2 separate regions of the Danio rerio genome follow, and region 1 is linked to region 2. A link is a contact called in public HiChIP or PLAC-seq data. All regions are on one chromosome and are shown on one strand. The core of a region is the stretch at or near the end of the contact, and the rest is flanking DNA. Distances in the headings are between cores, read along the strand shown.

Evidence for each region. HiChIP or PLAC-seq counts read pairs in DNA pulled down with a chosen protein or histone mark.
Region 1: a contact with region 2 is called in an H3K4me3 HiChIP or PLAC-seq map of embryo, with 4 times the contacts expected there. The contact joins the promoter of srsf5a here to the promoter of dcaf5 in region 2. A contact is called at or near these places in 2 of 4 datasets of contacts at active chromatin or transcription factors (embryo and gastrula embryo).

Annotation. Positions count from the first base shown.
Region 1 is chr13:39,999,225-40,002,528 of GRCz12tu, reverse strand. It overlaps srsf5a (serine and arginine rich splicing factor 5a), which reads left to right and starts at 1,385. Exons shown (of 8, transcript NM_200867.1): 1 at 1,385-1,403; 2 at 2,047-2,197; 3 at 2,291-2,361; 4 at 2,511-2,624; 5 at 2,701-2,770. The coding sequence starts at 2,072. It overlaps LOC794838 (deubiquitinase DESI2), which reads left to right. Exons shown (of 7, transcript XM_073920182.1): 7 at 1-1,038.
Region 2 is chr13:39,902,851-39,906,484 of GRCz12tu, reverse strand. It overlaps dcaf5 (ddb1 and cul4 associated factor 5), which reads left to right and starts at 1,690. Exons shown (of 8, transcript NM_001077552.1): 1 at 1,690-2,070. The coding sequence starts at 1,863.

The DNA.
Region 1 (3,304 bases), core at 136-2,635, 96 kb before region 2:
TACTCCCCGGTTCTATGTCTGGAAGAGTCAGCATCAATTGCCAAAAACCAAAGCCAGTCTGAAGAGTAAAAAAAAAGCTTCAGATTATGATTACATCCAAGTTGGGGGATATCGAACAAGCCCTGGTTTAATGACACACGTTTCTGTGTGTGTGTTCAGTCTGGTGGTACATGTACTCCTTAATGTATGATGCCCAGATTTTCTCTGTAACAAAGCAAGTGTATGATGCCTAGTGTTTTAAAATCTGTTCAGATTTTAAAAGTAGTGAATTGTTTTCAACTGAAGGCCACAACTAAAGGCCTTTTTAGGCTTTAGACCTTAGTTAAGGTGTGCACAATATCAAATTTTTGTTGTCAAACAGTTGTACAGTTTGTTCAATGGGTCGGTAATTTGGCAATTTTAAAACTTACCACAAACAGTGGTAGAAAATTTTGTCAGCTAAAAAAGGTCAACGGCAATCTTCATTATAAATTATAAATATTAAAAATGTGGTATACCCTGACTATGGTATATATAAGAGTAAATGATTCGTCTTTCAGTATTATTTTGATGCTTCTGTGCCATTTTGCTTCTCTATTTGCAAATCTCTTCTAGAAGCCCATATTCCCCTCTGTCTCTCAGGATGGCATGGCATTGTAGGTGGCAACATGGGTGTCAAATCTGTGGGATGTATTTGGAGACGTATTTATATAATTGAATTTTATATTTGGAATATGATTATTTACTGTTGTTTTGTCAAAGATCTTATCAACCGTTAGAGCCTGATTCTTATAATGTTATTTTTGTTTTATTTAGTCCACAACTGTGATCTTTTACTAGTTCAGCAAGACTCGTTTTATAGGCTTTCCCCACTGATGCCATTTCTAGCCTCGATTAGTACTTCTTGTTTTGATGTGATGGATGATTTCAGATATTTACAGATGATTAGAGAATAAAGAAATTAAAAGTGTTTTTCTCCAGAACTTCATTGCTGTCACTGGGTGGAGATGCTCATTTCTGTATTATTTTTAAACATTGATTAAATTAATTCACACCTAATCCCAAGAGTCATTGTTCTCATGTGACTCTTCCTTTGCTTAGCTCATGTGATGTCTGTCTCCAGTTTCCTGATAACTTCCAGACTAGATCAATCCTCCATAAACTGACTTCAGATGCTAAAGTATAAAATATAGGCTAACGTTAACAACTGAATATAAACCAAGGGCTGTGTTGTGACGAACCACAACCAGTGTATGTATGTGAAATTGAAACCATAGATGGGTTCCTATTTCGATGGGTTTACGTGCGCATGCACGAGCCTCGCCTTTACCCTCCCCCCGCGCGTGAACACGCATATATATACTTCTGCGCGTGGCCGCGTTCTCCAGTATCGAGGCCAACGCCATTTTGTTCGGTATCCAGAGGTGAGAGGACGTAGCTGATTTCCTTAGTTATCATCTTTTATTTTAGTTATATTGTTAGATTTGTTATTCATGTTAGATTTATTGCTGCAAATGTTCTTCGTTTTAACGTTTTTGGTTTGTTTTTATGGTTTGACATCGAAGTAAATGTTTCTGCGCATGTGGGCTAGGCCTCGGCCGCGAGGCTGGTGCGTGTTTGTCACGTTAGATGCGGATTATTTTCTCAAAGTTATTAAACTTTTTTGTAGAATTTATTATTTGTAACTTAGTATCAATTTGTGTTTTCAGTAACCTACCGTTGCAGTGTGTGTAGTAATTGTTTAAATACAAATTATGAAGTTCTGCAGAGAAACGTGCCGTTTTGTAACGTAAGCGGGAAATCAAACGCTTCAGTAAAGCCGTTGTTGCTCACGCAATGTTTGTTGGAGGACCGGGTATAGCAGAAACCCTTTTTTGTCCTAGATTCACGTATAGTTTGTCGTGATGTTTATTAATGATTTACATGGACTGACTGGACTTTTACAAATGATTATCCAGCGGTTATTCTGTTAATGACCAACAGGGCGGCGCGTGAACTTTTTTTTTCTCCATACAGTTCATAGTTGTTGCCAAACTGTTGATTTAACTTGCCTTTCTCTAAACCCAGATATTTAAAAAAAACTTTCATCACCATGAGTGGATGTCGTGTGTTTATTGGCCGTCTGAGCCCTCATGCTCGTGAAAGAGATGTGGAGAAGTTCTTCAAAGGCTACGGACGTATCCGAGAGATTAACCTGAAAAACGGGTTTGGCTTTGTGGTGAGTATTAAGACACTTGAGGGTCTTTTTTGCTTGAGACGTGCAAGTGAAGTCAGTGTCTTACTGCCCCCTGCTGTCTGTTTTTGTTTACAGGAGTTTGACGACTACAGGGATGCAGATGATGCAGTGTATGAACTGAATGGCAAAGAGCTGTGCAGTGAGAGGTGAGACTGAATCCAGTGCTGCGTACACTGGTTTTAACGAGTCATGAAAATAATTTTCATTGAAATATCCCATGAGTTTTGTTGACTGTTAGCATAACAATAGATCAGTTTTGTTTCACTGTTGCTTAATGCTGCTGTCTTGACTCTAGGGTGACCATTGAGCATGCCCGCTCTCGCAGAGGAAGAGGTGGTGGCCCAGGAATGGGAGGTCGTTTCTCTCCACGCTTTGGAGGTTATCGTCAGTCCCGCAGTGGCGGTTCCAGGTTTGTTTGCGTTTTGAGTACTGGTATTTTTCCCGTATGATTCAGTCCTTCGAATTGACCCCTGCCCTTTTCACAGGTATGGACCACCAGTGCGCACAGAGCACAGAATCATAGTGGAGAATCTCTCCTCTCGCATCAGCTGGCAGGTGAGCTCCCCGCACTATCAGAGTGGCATAGTGGCCTACTGTTGTAAGCGTTTCATCAACTCTGCATTTCGTTTGCCATTGACATCAGTACAAGCACACAAAGCAATAGTTATTGTTACTGTTAAACTGGAATTTACTCTTCACCTCAGCCAAACCTTACATAAATGATGATTTGAATGCTGAAAGGTTCTCTAACCCAGACCCATGTTTTTCAAACCTTTTCTTTAACAGCTGTGCTCTGGTATTCTTTAATTGGAGTTGCATGCACAGCCTGCGAGGTGCATAGCGCCCTCCCCTGGTTGTGTTCTCAATAGTGTCCCTGTGGTGCCTCACCCGTCATGCAATGTCTGCCGGTCTAAGTCTTGGCTGGGTCCGTAGCTCCAAACAGAGCCGTAGCACAGGATAGCCTTAGAGGAGCTGGGTAGCCGCTCTCTGGAGGGTCTGTGATGTCAGATCTGCTCCATCCCCTCCGATCTGATGTTTGGGTCTTATTCTGTTGGTGCTGAAGCGGGGAGGGGTGCAGGGTTTTGGCCC
Region 2 (3,634 bases), core at 441-2,940:
CTCAATGCATTTAGGCAAGTAGACATGGTCAAGACGATCTGCTGCAGTTCAAACTAAGCATCAGAATGAGGATGAAAAGTGATTTAGGTGACTTTGAACGTGACAAGATTGTTGGAGCCAGACTGGCTGGTTTGAGTGTTTCAGAAACTGCTGATTTAAAATATCCAGTGAGTGGCTGATCTGTGGGTGCAAATGCCTTGTTGATGCCAGAGGAGAATGGCCTGACTGGTTCCAGCTGAAAGGCAACAGTAACTCAAATAACCACTCGTTACAACCGAGGTATGCAGAAGAGCATCTCTAAACACACAACACGTCCAACCTTGAGCCAGATGGGTTACAGCAGCAGAAGACCACACTGGTTGCCACTCCTGTCAGCTAAGAACAGGAAACTGAGGCTACAATATGCACAGGCTCACCAAGATTGTACAATATAAGATTGGAAAAACGTTGCCTAGTCTGTTGAGGCTCGATTTCTGCTGCAACATTTTGATGGTAGGGTCAGAATTTAGGGTCAACAACATGAAAGCATGGATCCATTCAGCCATGTTTCAACGGTTCAGGCTGGTGGTGGTGGTGTAATTGTGTGGGGGATTTTTGCAGACCATGTACATCCCTTTATGACCACAGTGTACCCATCTTCTGATGACTACTTCCAGCAGGATAAAGCGCCATGTGATAAATCATCATGAGTTCACTGTATTCAAATGGCCTCCACAGTTACTCAATCCAATGGAGCACATCTGGGATGACAAACCTGCTGCAACCGCGTGATGCTATCAGGTCAATATGGACCAAAATCTCTGAGGAATATTTTCAGAACATTGTTGAATCTATGCCACGAAGTATCAGAATTAAGCTATATTAATATTAGTAAAATATCATATAAACAGTTTTTATAATGTCTATTTACACTGCATTTATTTATGGGTTAAAAAAGTGGGTAGCACAATCACCTCACAGCAAGAAGGTCACTGGTTCGAGCCTCGGCTGGGTCAGTTGCTGTTTCTGTGTGGAGTTTGCATGTTCTCCCCGTGTTTGCGTGGGTTTCCTCCGGGTGCTTCGGTTTCCCCCACAGTCCAATGACATTCAGTACAGGTGATATGGGTAGGCTAAATTGTCCGTAGTGTAGTCTGTGTGTGAATGGGTGTGTGGGGATGTTTTCCAGTGATGGGTTGCGTGGCTGCAAGGGCATCTGCTGCGTAAAACATGCTGGATAAGTTAGGGGTTCATTCCGCTGTGGTGACCTCAGAATAATAAAGAGACTAAGCCAAAAAGAAAATGAATAAACAGAATCATATGATAAAAACCACCTGCAGTTAACACGAACCCTTTATGTAGGCCAAGACAAGATGACAAAATTCTATTATACTTGAAATGAATGAAATGGTAATCCAGTGTTCTGAAAAAGAGTGGTGAAGTATAAAGATGTCAGATCATGAAAGTTTAGTCTTTTGGAACTTAAAAGAAGTCTTCAAATATATTTTTAATATTTATTTTAAACATTTTTATTTAGAGATTTGCGAATTCACAATAGTAGTATAGGTATCTCATATCATCTTATATAAACACTCGGAAACGTTTCCATCAGTTTTCATGCATCATGTTATTTTTTGCTACAATGAACTTAAAGCGATCTCTTCTCGTGACGTCATCAGCCGTGCACCGGAGCAGGAAGTGCCGGCGGTCGGTGGGACTCTAAACAAGCCTCTGTTTTTGCTGCGCACTTTCACGCTTTACCGAGCAAACATGTAAAAAGTAGTCCGTCTAGCCGAGCTACAGTTCACCGAACCAGACCCGAGCTCAAGCCCATGCCGGCCGGGACACTCTAGCGGCGGCGTCGACACTCATTTTGTGGCGGAGAGATGAAGGAGGCGCGGGGCTGCAGCATGCGGAGCGCCGTCGGGTTTCTCTCCCGCAGGACGATCGACGGACACCCGCAGCTGAAGGAGGAGTTCCAGCGCCGCAGACTGTCCGGCTGCTCTAGCCTCTACAAGAAGGACATGCTCGGACACTTCGGCTGCGTCAACGCCATCGAGTTCTCCAACAATGGAGGCCAGTGGCTGGTGTCCGGTAAGATTCTCCGGTTCTCGCTGAATGTGGGTCAGCGGCAGGTAGCAGTTGCTAACGGAAGCGTATTGGGGTAAAGTTGGTATTATGTTCGCACTTTTGGACTTCCTTCCTAATAATATAATTTCAGAAAAGTCTTCTTTAAAATCATATTAGGAGCCAATGACTATCAAAGTTCAACATTGTTCACAGTCAATAAATAGTGCTAATGTTGTCTTAAAGTCATGTTTACATGCGATTTCAGACCGAATATTCCAAAGTAGATTGGGAAACAATGTAGGTACTGTGTCACGAGTTGTCACAGGACAAATGTGCCAATATAAAACTAACTTTACCTCAATAAGCATATTGGTGTGAAGTTGGTTTTGGATTTGCACATTTGGACTTTCTCCTTAATATTATAATTTCAGAAAAGTCTTTGCAAATTCTAAATGATGAAATCATTTTAGCAGCCAATGACTATCAAAGTACAACATTGTTCACAGTCAAATAGATAGTGCTAGTGTTGTTTTAAAGTCATGTTTACATGCGTTTTCAGACTGAACATTCTAAAGTAGCTTGGTAAACAATGTAGGGAGCGTGTCACAAATTGTCACTGGACGAATGTGTGAATATAAAACCAACTTTACCTTAAAAAGCATATTGGAGTAGATTTGGACTTTATATTATCAAGGAGAATTTCATAAAAGTCTTCTTTGCAGATTTTAAATAATGAAATCACTTTAGCAGTCAGTAACTATCAAAATAGGCAACAACATTGTTCACAGTCAAATATATGGTGCTAGTGTTGTTTTAAAGTCATGATTTCAGACCGAATATTCCAAAGTAGCTTGGTAAACACGGTAGGTACTATGTCACAAGTTCTCACTGGACAAATATGATAATATAAAACCAACTTTACCTTAAAAAGCATATTGGGGGTGACAGTTTTGTATTTGCACATTTGGACATTCTCCCTAATAATATCATTTCAGAAAAGTCTTCCTTTGCAAATTCTAAGTGGTGAAATCCTATTAGCAGCCATTGACTATCAAAGTACAACATTGTGCACAGTCAAATAAATAATGCTGCTGTTGATTTCAAGTCATACTTGCATGTGATTTCAGACCGAATATTCCAAATTAGTTTGGACTTTACCTCAATAAGCATATTGGGGTGAAATTAGCCTTGTATTAGGACTTTCTCCTTAATATTATAATATTAAAATTCGGAATAGTGAGCGCATGTTATTAGCCAATGACTATCATATAAAGTCATGTTTGCATTGCAATTTCAACGAAACAATGTAGGGAGCATGTCACAAGTTGTCACTGGACAAATGTGCGAATATTAAAACAACTTTATCTCAAATGAGAAATGAAGCCATAAACTGGAGTTCAGAATCATTTCTGACAGCTTAATTTGATTGAGGTAAAGTTGTTTTTAATTCGCACATTCATTTAGTCACAACTTGTTTACCACGCTTCTTTAAATATTTATAGTAAAATCGCATGTAAGTATGACTTCAAAACAACATAAGTACTATTTAATTGACTGTTAATGATGTGTTTTGATAGTCATTTGCTGC